Regions from separate parts of the Sus scrofa genome. Here regions 2 and 3 are each linked to region 1. The links are chromatin contacts, called in public HiChIP or PLAC-seq maps. All regions are on one chromosome and are shown on one strand. The core of a region is the stretch at or near the end of the contact, and the rest is flanking DNA. Distances in the headings are between cores, read along the strand shown. Region 1 has its middle 52 kb from the start of SIAH1. Region 2 has its middle 11 kb from the start of N4BP1. Region 3 overlaps LONP2 (lon protease homolog 2, peroxisomal).

What was found. HiChIP or PLAC-seq counts read pairs in DNA pulled down with a chosen protein or histone mark.
Region 2: an H3K27ac HiChIP or PLAC-seq map of alveolar macrophages shows a contact between it and region 1. The contact joins two enhancer-like sites. A contact is called at or near these places in 1 of 47 Hi-C or Micro-C datasets (alveolar macrophages) and 1 of 2 datasets of contacts at active chromatin or transcription factors (alveolar macrophages).
Region 3: a contact with region 1 is called in an H3K27ac HiChIP or PLAC-seq map of alveolar macrophages. The contact joins two enhancer-like sites. A contact is called at or near these places in 2 of 2 datasets of contacts at active chromatin or transcription factors (alveolar macrophages and skeletal muscle).

Annotation. Positions count from the first base shown.
Region 1 is chr6:36,284,347-36,287,254 of Sscrofa11.1, forward strand. No RefSeq gene overlaps it. Among named protein-coding and RNA genes, the nearest start is that of SIAH1, 52 kb to the right of the region's middle. Within about 2 kb of position 1,360, at least 2 of the 83 cell types and tissues checked have an H3K27ac peak or open chromatin away from gene starts, as enhancers often do. A contact at or near this core is called in alveolar macrophages, where this site is marked.
Region 2 is chr6:36,109,312-36,112,219 of Sscrofa11.1, forward strand. No RefSeq gene overlaps it. Among named protein-coding and RNA genes, the nearest start is that of N4BP1, 11 kb to the right of the region's middle. Within about 2 kb of position 1,515, at least 47 of the 83 cell types and tissues checked have an H3K27ac peak or open chromatin away from gene starts, as enhancers often do. A contact at or near this core is called in alveolar macrophages, where this site is marked.
Region 3 is chr6:36,434,125-36,437,032 of Sscrofa11.1, forward strand. The region is part of intron 7 of LONP2 (lon protease homolog 2, peroxisomal); the gene reads right to left. Among named protein-coding and RNA genes, the nearest start is that of ABCC11, 27 kb to the right of the region's middle. Within about 2 kb of position 1,402, at least 40 of the 83 cell types and tissues checked have an H3K27ac peak or open chromatin away from gene starts, as enhancers often do. A contact at or near this core is called in alveolar macrophages, where this site is marked.

The DNA of each region.
Region 1 (2,908 bases), core at 110-2,609:
GGGTTAAGGATCCGGGGTTGCGGTAAGCTGTGGTGTAGGTTGCAGACGTGGCTCGGATCCCACGTTGCTGTGGCTCTGGTGTAGGCCGGTGGCTACAGCTCCGATTCGACCCCTAGCCTGGGAACCTCCACATGCCGTGGGAGCGGCCCAAGAAATAGCAAAAAGACAAAAAAAAAAAAAAAAAAAAAAAGAATGGATTGTGTGTATGTGTAACTGAATCACTTTTTTTGTACAACAGAAATTAACGCAGCATTGTAAGTCAACTATACTTCAATAAAACCTTTAAAAAGAAAAAAAAAACAAGAAAAAGTTATTAAATTCCAGCTAGATCCTGTTGTCTGCTATGTTAGATTCCTTTAGATTTGTGTATAAGTGCTTTATCGGGAGGGGTGCTTTTGGTGACGGTGGAGAGATACAGAAGGAAGCTACGCAAGGGTGTGGGTTCAGCTGAGGTCTGGCCTCAGCCCAGGAACTCTGAAACAGAAATGGCACCATGGCCTTGAACCACCTTGACGCATGATGCTGGGTCCTGTCTCCTGCATCCCTCAGTCATTGCTTGCAGACGGCCCCTGGGATGATGTTATCACTCTCACCTATTTCCAGGTGAGGCAATGTTCCGAGAGAAGGATGTAACCTGTTAGCAGCCAACACTCACAGCAGCTGGGAGGTGAGCTTCAACTGGGTCAAGGGGATCTGGGCAGGCCAGCATCATCTATGACACAGCCAGAGGCTTAGACCTGAGATCACTGTCTCTGCAAGTTGAGAAGAGAGATGAGCATGTGTCGCAGAGAGGTTAAAGATCTGTTAGCATCCCATAGAGGCTTTCTCCTTAAAAACGATCCAAAGATGGGAAAGAAGATTGAAAAGAGACCCGCTTTCTCACCCACAGATACGCTGTTTCCTGATGCCCCGTGGCGTCTGCTGGCCACCTTCCTCAGCTCTGGCACCTCACCCACACTTTGGGACACAGTGGGAAGGCTTTGCACGGGGTTTGCTTAATTCCCTGCTTCCTCAGGGCTTTGCTATTTCCTAGCTGTTTGGTCCAGCACGCTTGGCTTGTTGGAGATGGTGCCCATTATGCGCTCCCGGGTCTGTTCCCTGCCTTTCCGCTGTTCTCTGTATTACAGGAAGCTGCATTTCCTGGGCTTCTTAGCCAAGTGGCTTCCAGATAACTTTGCCCAATGGGAGGAACTGGTAGGAGACCAGCTAACAGGGGGAGGGGAAAAGACGGTCATTTCTCCCCTCTCGCTCCACCGTAGGTGGCACCTTAAGTCATGGTCATGTCCCCTCTAAGGCTCCAGCTCTCATAGGACAGCCCTCATGGGCTCCGACTCCTGCAGAACAGCCCTTAACTCCACGTGGCCAGCGCCCACAGGAGCCTTGCCTGGTCTAACTTCTGCCAGCCAAGCCCTGGCTCTGGCTGGGTAAGAGGTGCTTCCTGCTTTTGCCAAGCTGTGTTCTTCACTGGTCCCTATTTAGCTTCTCATCTCTCCCATTTTCTGTATAACCAATTCCTTGTGTCAAATTCCCTCTGTTGAAAGACCTGCAGTGGTTTCCAGACCCCGATACAGAGAAGCAGTGAGCTAACCACGTGTTTACAAAGGCACCAGTCAGAAGAAATCAATGAAATGTGAAAGTCACCCAAAGCTAAGGCTCCAGCCAGCTTCATCCATGTGAAGACCCAAACAGAATATAGAGGAAGGAGGAGGAGTAATCAAGAGATCACATGCCCCTAGAAATCCATAGTGTGTTAACAGTCCCGGCCTTGGAGTTCCCACTGTGGCTCAGCGGGTTAAGAACCTGACTAGTATCCATGAGGATGCAGGTTTGATCCCTGGCCTTACTCAGTGGGTTAAGGATCTGGTGTTGCCAAGAGTTGTGGTGTCGGTCACAGATGCGGCTTGCATCTGGCATTGCTGTGGCTGTGGTGTAGGCCAGCAGCTACAGCTTTGATTCAGCCCCTAGCCTGGGAACCTCCATATGCCGTAGGTGTGGCCTTAAAAAGATTAAAAAAAAAAAAAAAAAAACAGTCCCAGACTCGACCTTACTCTTCCCCTGCTTGCTTGGTAAGTGGGACTAACTCCTTTCTACTAGCTCTTCAAAAAAAAAAAAAGTGTGTTCTCCTCTGTCCAGTGGGACCTCTCCTTAATAGCCAGGATGTAAAGAAACAGAGAGAGAGATTACACAATGGAACTTACGTTAGAGCCATTAAAATAGGAGGTTTTATGTGACCTAATTCCCTCTCTTATTTTTGAGCTGTGCTGTTGAGAATCTGAAGGCTTGCACAGAGGTCCTACTTAAAAATATATTTTTTTTAGGGCTGTATCTGTGGCATATGAGAGTTCCCAGGCAAGGAATGGAATCAGATCTGCAGCTGCAGGCCTACGTCACAGCCACAGCTACACCAGATCTGAGCTGCATCTGCGACCTATGCCACAGCTTGGGGGCAACGCCAGATCCCTAACCCACTGAGCAAGGCCAGGGATTGAACTCATACCCTCATGCACACTGCATCAGGTTCTTAACCTACTGAGCCACAACGGGAACTCCTCACAGTTCCCACTTTCAATTGCAGGTGGAAATACCTTCCAGGTGGGAGAGTTAAGGAGGAGGGCGCTCCATCTGAGGAGGGCAAGGCCAAGGTCAGACTCCAACACTTTGCCTAGGACCCTGCTGTCAGTTTCTCCTTGGAAGTGGCCGTGATTAGAGAGAGGGTCAGAAAGGAGCTCCAGGGTGGGTGAGCCAAGGAGCAGAGTGGCCTGATGCTGAAGCAGCCACATGTGCCGGCGACATTCCTTTCCTGTGGGCATCTTAAGATTTCCTGAGGCCCCCTTGCTGGAAGGGATTCTCTCCAAGACAGGGGCCCACAAGGGCTTCCAGAAAGCAGGACCTACTCCAATCCCACAGA
Region 2 (2,908 bases), core at 265-2,764, 170 kb before region 1:
TCTCGGCAATGCCCCAGATCCTTAACCCACTGAGAGAGGCCAGGGATGGAACCTGCAGCCTCATGGATACTAGTCAGGTTCATTACTGCTGAGCCACAACAGGAACTCCCTGAATGCCTTTTTTTTTTTTTTTTAATGTGATTAAAAAACCATAGCAAAAATCACCATCTTTAAATTTTCCAGTGCAGCGGGTCAGGAGGGTTACATGTAGTCATATTGCTGTGCAATGGTACTAAGTATGTTTCATCACTTTTTTAGATATTTTTGAGCCACATTCCTGTACCACCTATTTTGAAAATCAACTTTAAAATCATTAGGCCCAAATAAGATAAATCAAGAGAATCACTGTCACGGAAATAGGAAAAAAAGTACATGTGCTTGGAAATCAGAATGCGCTGAATTCCAACCTGGTCCCTGCCATTTACGAGTCTGGGGCAAGCGAAGGAATCCTCTAAGCCTTAGTCTCCCCTTTCTTTAAAACCCTTCCCCAGAGAGATGGCGCCACTCAAAGGGCAGTGGTGAGCACTGAATGAGAATTCTTATAAAGCCCCAGGGGTAGTAGGTCTCCCAAAGTAAGTTCCCGCAATCACGGGTCTTTTTTCACCGCATCTGGAAGAATCCTGGAGAAAGGAGGGCCTTTGGCCAGTGCAGTGGTGTGCCACCTTTGGAGGGCCAGAGTCATTGGAGGGTGCCTTCCTGGACCCCACCCCAAACCCACCGCCCCAGAACCTACTGGTAAGACCACAGCACTCCTATTCTAATGCATCCCGCCCTGCCCCCGCCAACCCAGACCAAAGCGATAGAACACGTTTGGCCGGGAGTCTGTGCTCCTACACTGCACCCCACCCTTCAGCTGCAAAACTTAAGGAGATTTGGAGACATTTGCTCTAGCTTCCACTAGGGGGCGGGCTTGGTGCTCTGGGGGTGGGGGTTGGTAGGCCGACTGACCTGCAGATGTCATTCTGGAAGCAGAGGAGGCCTCGCTGAGGCTGCTAAGAGAGCTTGAGGGAGCTATTTCCTTGTGTGTGTTGGGAGGACGGGGCCGGGGATTGCCCTTTCTGTACCTTGAATCTTGTATAGCCTCTCTCTCCACTTAAAGCAGCAAAAAGAGAGTGCAGTGTCCCAATTACTGAGCTTCGTCATCCATTTATTGAGCTTCTGATGCAGCTCCCAAGTTGCTCTCTCCACACTCTGGGCTGTGCTGGGGAGCAGATCCAGTCCCCTTGGTTGCCTGGAGCTGCCAGTTGTGAGCGTTTTTGTCAGAGAAAAGCACGGCGGGACGCCAGCGCTGCGGCTGACCACTTTCCTTCGGTTCCCTCCGAGGTCCCTTCCAATCCGTGGGAGGCTTTTCTGCCCATCACCGAGATCCATTTACTTTGCATCCCCTTTTGGCCTCGCTACCTCCTCCCAAAAGATCGGCGTCCCCGGATTTCCCAGGGATTCTCCCTGTCCCTCCCGGGGAAGGGGGCTCGAAAATCGGAGGCTGCACTGGCGCCGTGGGGACAGCAGGTGGCGCCCTGGGCTGTGGAGGCTGGATCAAGAAAGCCTTGCTTATAAAAAGACTTTCCTAGAGAGAGTAGAGGTACCCCGTGCGCGGAGGGGCGCGATAAATATTTGATAGCGAGGCGACTTGTGCTTGTGAAATCGTTTCCTGTTACACCGTCTCCTGGTCTAAGCTCTGGCTGGCAGGAGAGTGAAAGAATGAGAATGCGTCGTCGGCTGGAAGGGCCCGGAACCTCCTCATTGCAGAAAAGGGGAACTCGGCTGGGAGCCGGGAGGCTCATGCAGGCCCCCACGGAGAAAGGCAGAGTCAAGACTTCTGTCCTGCCGGTGCCTGGGCTGCCCTTTGACCCATACGTGGCTCTTCCAAAAAGATTTGCTGCTATGAGCCCATCCCTGCATCCAGGATGATGTCCTGGGTTCAGAGCTGAGTATTTCCTGCACTTGGGTCCTTTTCATCCCTCTTCTCTGGCCAGATCTCCACCCTACCCGAGTTACTACTCGGTTAACATTTTTCTTAAAATCAACTCATTTTTAAAAGTCAAATACAATTAAAAGGGAAGCATTTTATTGCCACAATGATTGGGAGTCTGGTATTTCTTGCCAAAAACAGAACCGTGAAAATAAACACATTACAATTACAATTCCTTAAAAGCCTGGCTGTTTCCCAATGAATATCGTTTGCCATCCCGTCAGTGGTGTGCTTTCCACACTTAGGAAAAACTCTGGGATTCCAGTACAAGCTCTCCCAGGAGTTCTGTGTTTTGTTTTGTTTTGCTTTGCTTTGCTTTTTAGGACCGCACCCTCGGCATATGGAAGTTCCCAGGTTAGGGGTCAAATCGGAGCTACAACGGCCGCCTACACCACAGGCACAGCAGTGTGGGATCCAAGCCGAGTCTGCGACCTACACCACAGCTCACAGCAAAGCCAGATCCTTAACCCACTGAGCAAGGCCAGGGATCGAACCCACATCTTCACAGATACTAGTCGGGTTCGTTAACTGCTGAGCCACAAAGGAAATTCTCTCCCAGGAATTCAGAATGAGAGGAGGCGAGAGGTGGGGATGGGAGAGTGGGGAGGGGAGCTGGGGAGAGCTGGCTATGCGTTTTGCCCCCTTAGAGAACAAAGGGAACCTTGACTGCTATCCCACGTCCTTCCTGCAGTATGCATATGCTTCCGGAAACTGCCCAAGTTATTTTTTACTCTGGAAGCTGGAGGAACAGGGTGGAGACCTGGCTTCCTGTGAGCCTGCCCGGCCCTGAAAGCAAGATAGCATCTCAGGGTGCGCAGGTCCTCAGACCTCAGCCAGCCGGTGCTGGAGGGGCCCCACAGCAGGCCTCCACCCTTCTGCTTCTGCGGAGAAGTCTTCGATTTTGCAGATCTCTGTGCCAGCCAGCTCTACCCTGCC
Region 3 (2,908 bases), core at 152-2,651, 150 kb after region 1:
ACAAATCAAATTGTTCTTACAGCAGTCAGTCCTAAATCTTCTTAGACAGTCACTTGTTTGGACGCACTCATCTAAAGGACTGCATGACTTCCAACACGTAATCACATTTTAATCTGACCTGAATGCACACAGCACTTAGGGATCACTTACTACTCGGCCATGTCTGGTGCGGTGGCGACAGCACCGGGTGACACAAAGGAGCAGAAGGTGTGGGAAAACCCCTATCCTACAGAGCTCCTGCTTCATATGTTTACACTTTCTCTCTCCAGGTATGTATTAGCAATGCCAGAGGCCTGTATTATTTAGTCATTCAAAGAGCACAACAGACAGTAAGTGGTCAGTGCAGAGGAGAGCAGGGCACAGCCGACTGCACTTATCTTAAAGGAGGAAGCCTTGCGTTGGGGCCTCAAGAGAAACCGGTAAGGTTTAGAGGCAGAGAGGCGCTGTATGCAAATACAGGTTATAAGGAGGCTAGTGAGCACACTGCAATGTGTCTGGCACACTAGGCTAAATATATATTAAAAGCGTGCTGCTTCAGTTATTTTTCCCTTGTAGAGATTAAGAATGAAAGAGCTAATTTAATATTTAAAGCATGGCCATTTCGGGTTACAGACGAAAATTTAAGAATGGAGAAGGCAAAAGTTGATTTTTCTTCTCTTCTGTTTGAAAACTGAGCCAAGGATTCCTGGCAGCGATAAAATTTTATCATCTGAACAAACACTTGGTAAGCGACTTCCAAAGAATTACCGTCACCAATAACTTGAGAACTATCACAAGAGTAATATAATTCACCGAGGAACAGCTAATGGAGAAAAGAATGTTACATGAACATGATTTCATAAAACTTCATTCTAAAAGAAGTCACTTTATACTTACTGCCTATGAACTGATTTAAAAATAAAAATGTAAGTCATAAAAACTGACAGATGAGAACAGACATTCTGTGGCTTATAAGGTAGTTAGAAAAGTCCCAACGGAGATAATGAGAAATGAGAAAGGCTAAGACTGGAAAAAATGCATTAGTTAATATGCAGCATAAATATGACTATTCTTCCTTTAATCCACTCAAAATAATATCAACCAAAACAATGGGCCAATGTTTAGTCGGATCCCTATAATGTTCCCAGTTTCAGATTTAAACGTAAAGCGAGTCTTTCTTTTTCTTCCCCATCTCCCGCCTCGTGATCACTTTCACGCTGAAAGACATGTCTTAGGTTGATTTTAAAATCAATTCCGAATGTATTAGCATCTTCCTTCACATAAACAGGTACTTCTACCAAAAGGCTGGAGCTCCATGCAGGGCAAAAAGGGAAAGTCAACAACAGGATCGAGAGAATAAGCAGGACAGACAACAGAAAGCAGCTCTGTTTTCCCCTGGCTATTTTAAGGCTGCAGAACAGTGCTGCCTACTCAGGCTGAGCAAAAACAAAACTTCGCCTGAACTCTGCTTGTGAGCATGTGACCAGTACTTAAATGCCATGACCTGGGTGTTCCCAAAATGCCTCAACTGTCACATGGAACCACTTGTTCCTGCACACCCCACCCCTGGTCATGCTCTAATCCTCTACTGTTCTTTCTCCCCTCCAGTCGCCTCCTCGACCCCTACCTCTGACACAGGCGCACAGTCTGCTCCCAATCCCTCCATCCCTCTAGTTAACCACAGCCCCCTCTCTACCTGCTTCCAAACCGGTTTTCACGTAATTTTCTCCAGGCTTTGATAATTGAGAGGGTGGGTGGGGAGTAAGACCCCAACAGCACAAGGGCAGGTTGTTGGAGTGTTTAATGAAACGTCTGGTACAGTGACGGCTAGGGAGTACTTACTTACCAGCAAGGTGTATCGGAAATCAGGCTTTCAGAATGACTCAAAAGACAAATTCACATACTTTTTATTTGGCAATGATTATAACCTCAATATGCACCATACATTTCTAAAAACCTTATACTTACACATACAAAAGCTCCCTTCACAAAAGACTCAATAAAGAAAATAAATTCTTGGAGTTCCCTTCCTGGCTCAGCAGTTAAGGAACCCAACTAGGATCCATGAGGATATGGATCCGATCCCTGGCCTTGCTCAGTGGGTTAGGGATCCGGAGTTTCTGTGAGCTGTGGTGTAGGTCACAGACATGGTTTAGGTCCCAAGTGTGGCTGTGGCATAAGCTGGCAGCTGTAGCTCCAATTCGACTCCTAGCCTGGGAACCTCCACGTGCCTCAGGTACAGCTCTAAAAAGGAAAAAAAAAAGAAAAAAAAAAAAAAAAGAAAAGAAATTCTTGGAGTTTCCATTATGGCTCAGTGGGTTAAGGACCTGATGTTGTATCCATGAGGATGTGCGATCAATCCCTGGCTCTGCTCCGTGGGTTTAGGATCCAGCATTGCTACAGTGTAGGTCACAGATGTGGCTCAGATCTGGCATTGCTGTAGCTGTAGCTCCCATTTGACTCCTTGCCAGGGAACTTCCATATGCCATAGGTGTGGCCATAAAAAGGAAAAAAAAAAAAAAGAAGAAATTTTTATCTTCTTTAGATTCAGTTCTCTTAATGACAGCCACATACACAAAGGTATACTCACTTGAAAAAAGTGAACAAATTTTATATCAATTTCAGTGAAGATTTAAAACAGAAATCTGTCGGAGTTCCCAGTGGTTAACAAACCCGACTAGCATCCACGAGGATGCGTGTTCAATCCCTGGCCTCGCTCAGTGGATTAAGGATCCGGCGTTGCCATGAGCTGTGGTGTAGATTGCAGACGTGGCTCGGATCCCGTGTTGCTGTGGCTCTTGCATAGGCCAGTGGCTACAGCTCCAATTGGACCCCTAGCCTGGGAACCTTCATATGCCACGGGTACAGCCCTAAAAAGACAAACACAAACACACACACACACACACACACACACGCACGCATGCACGCA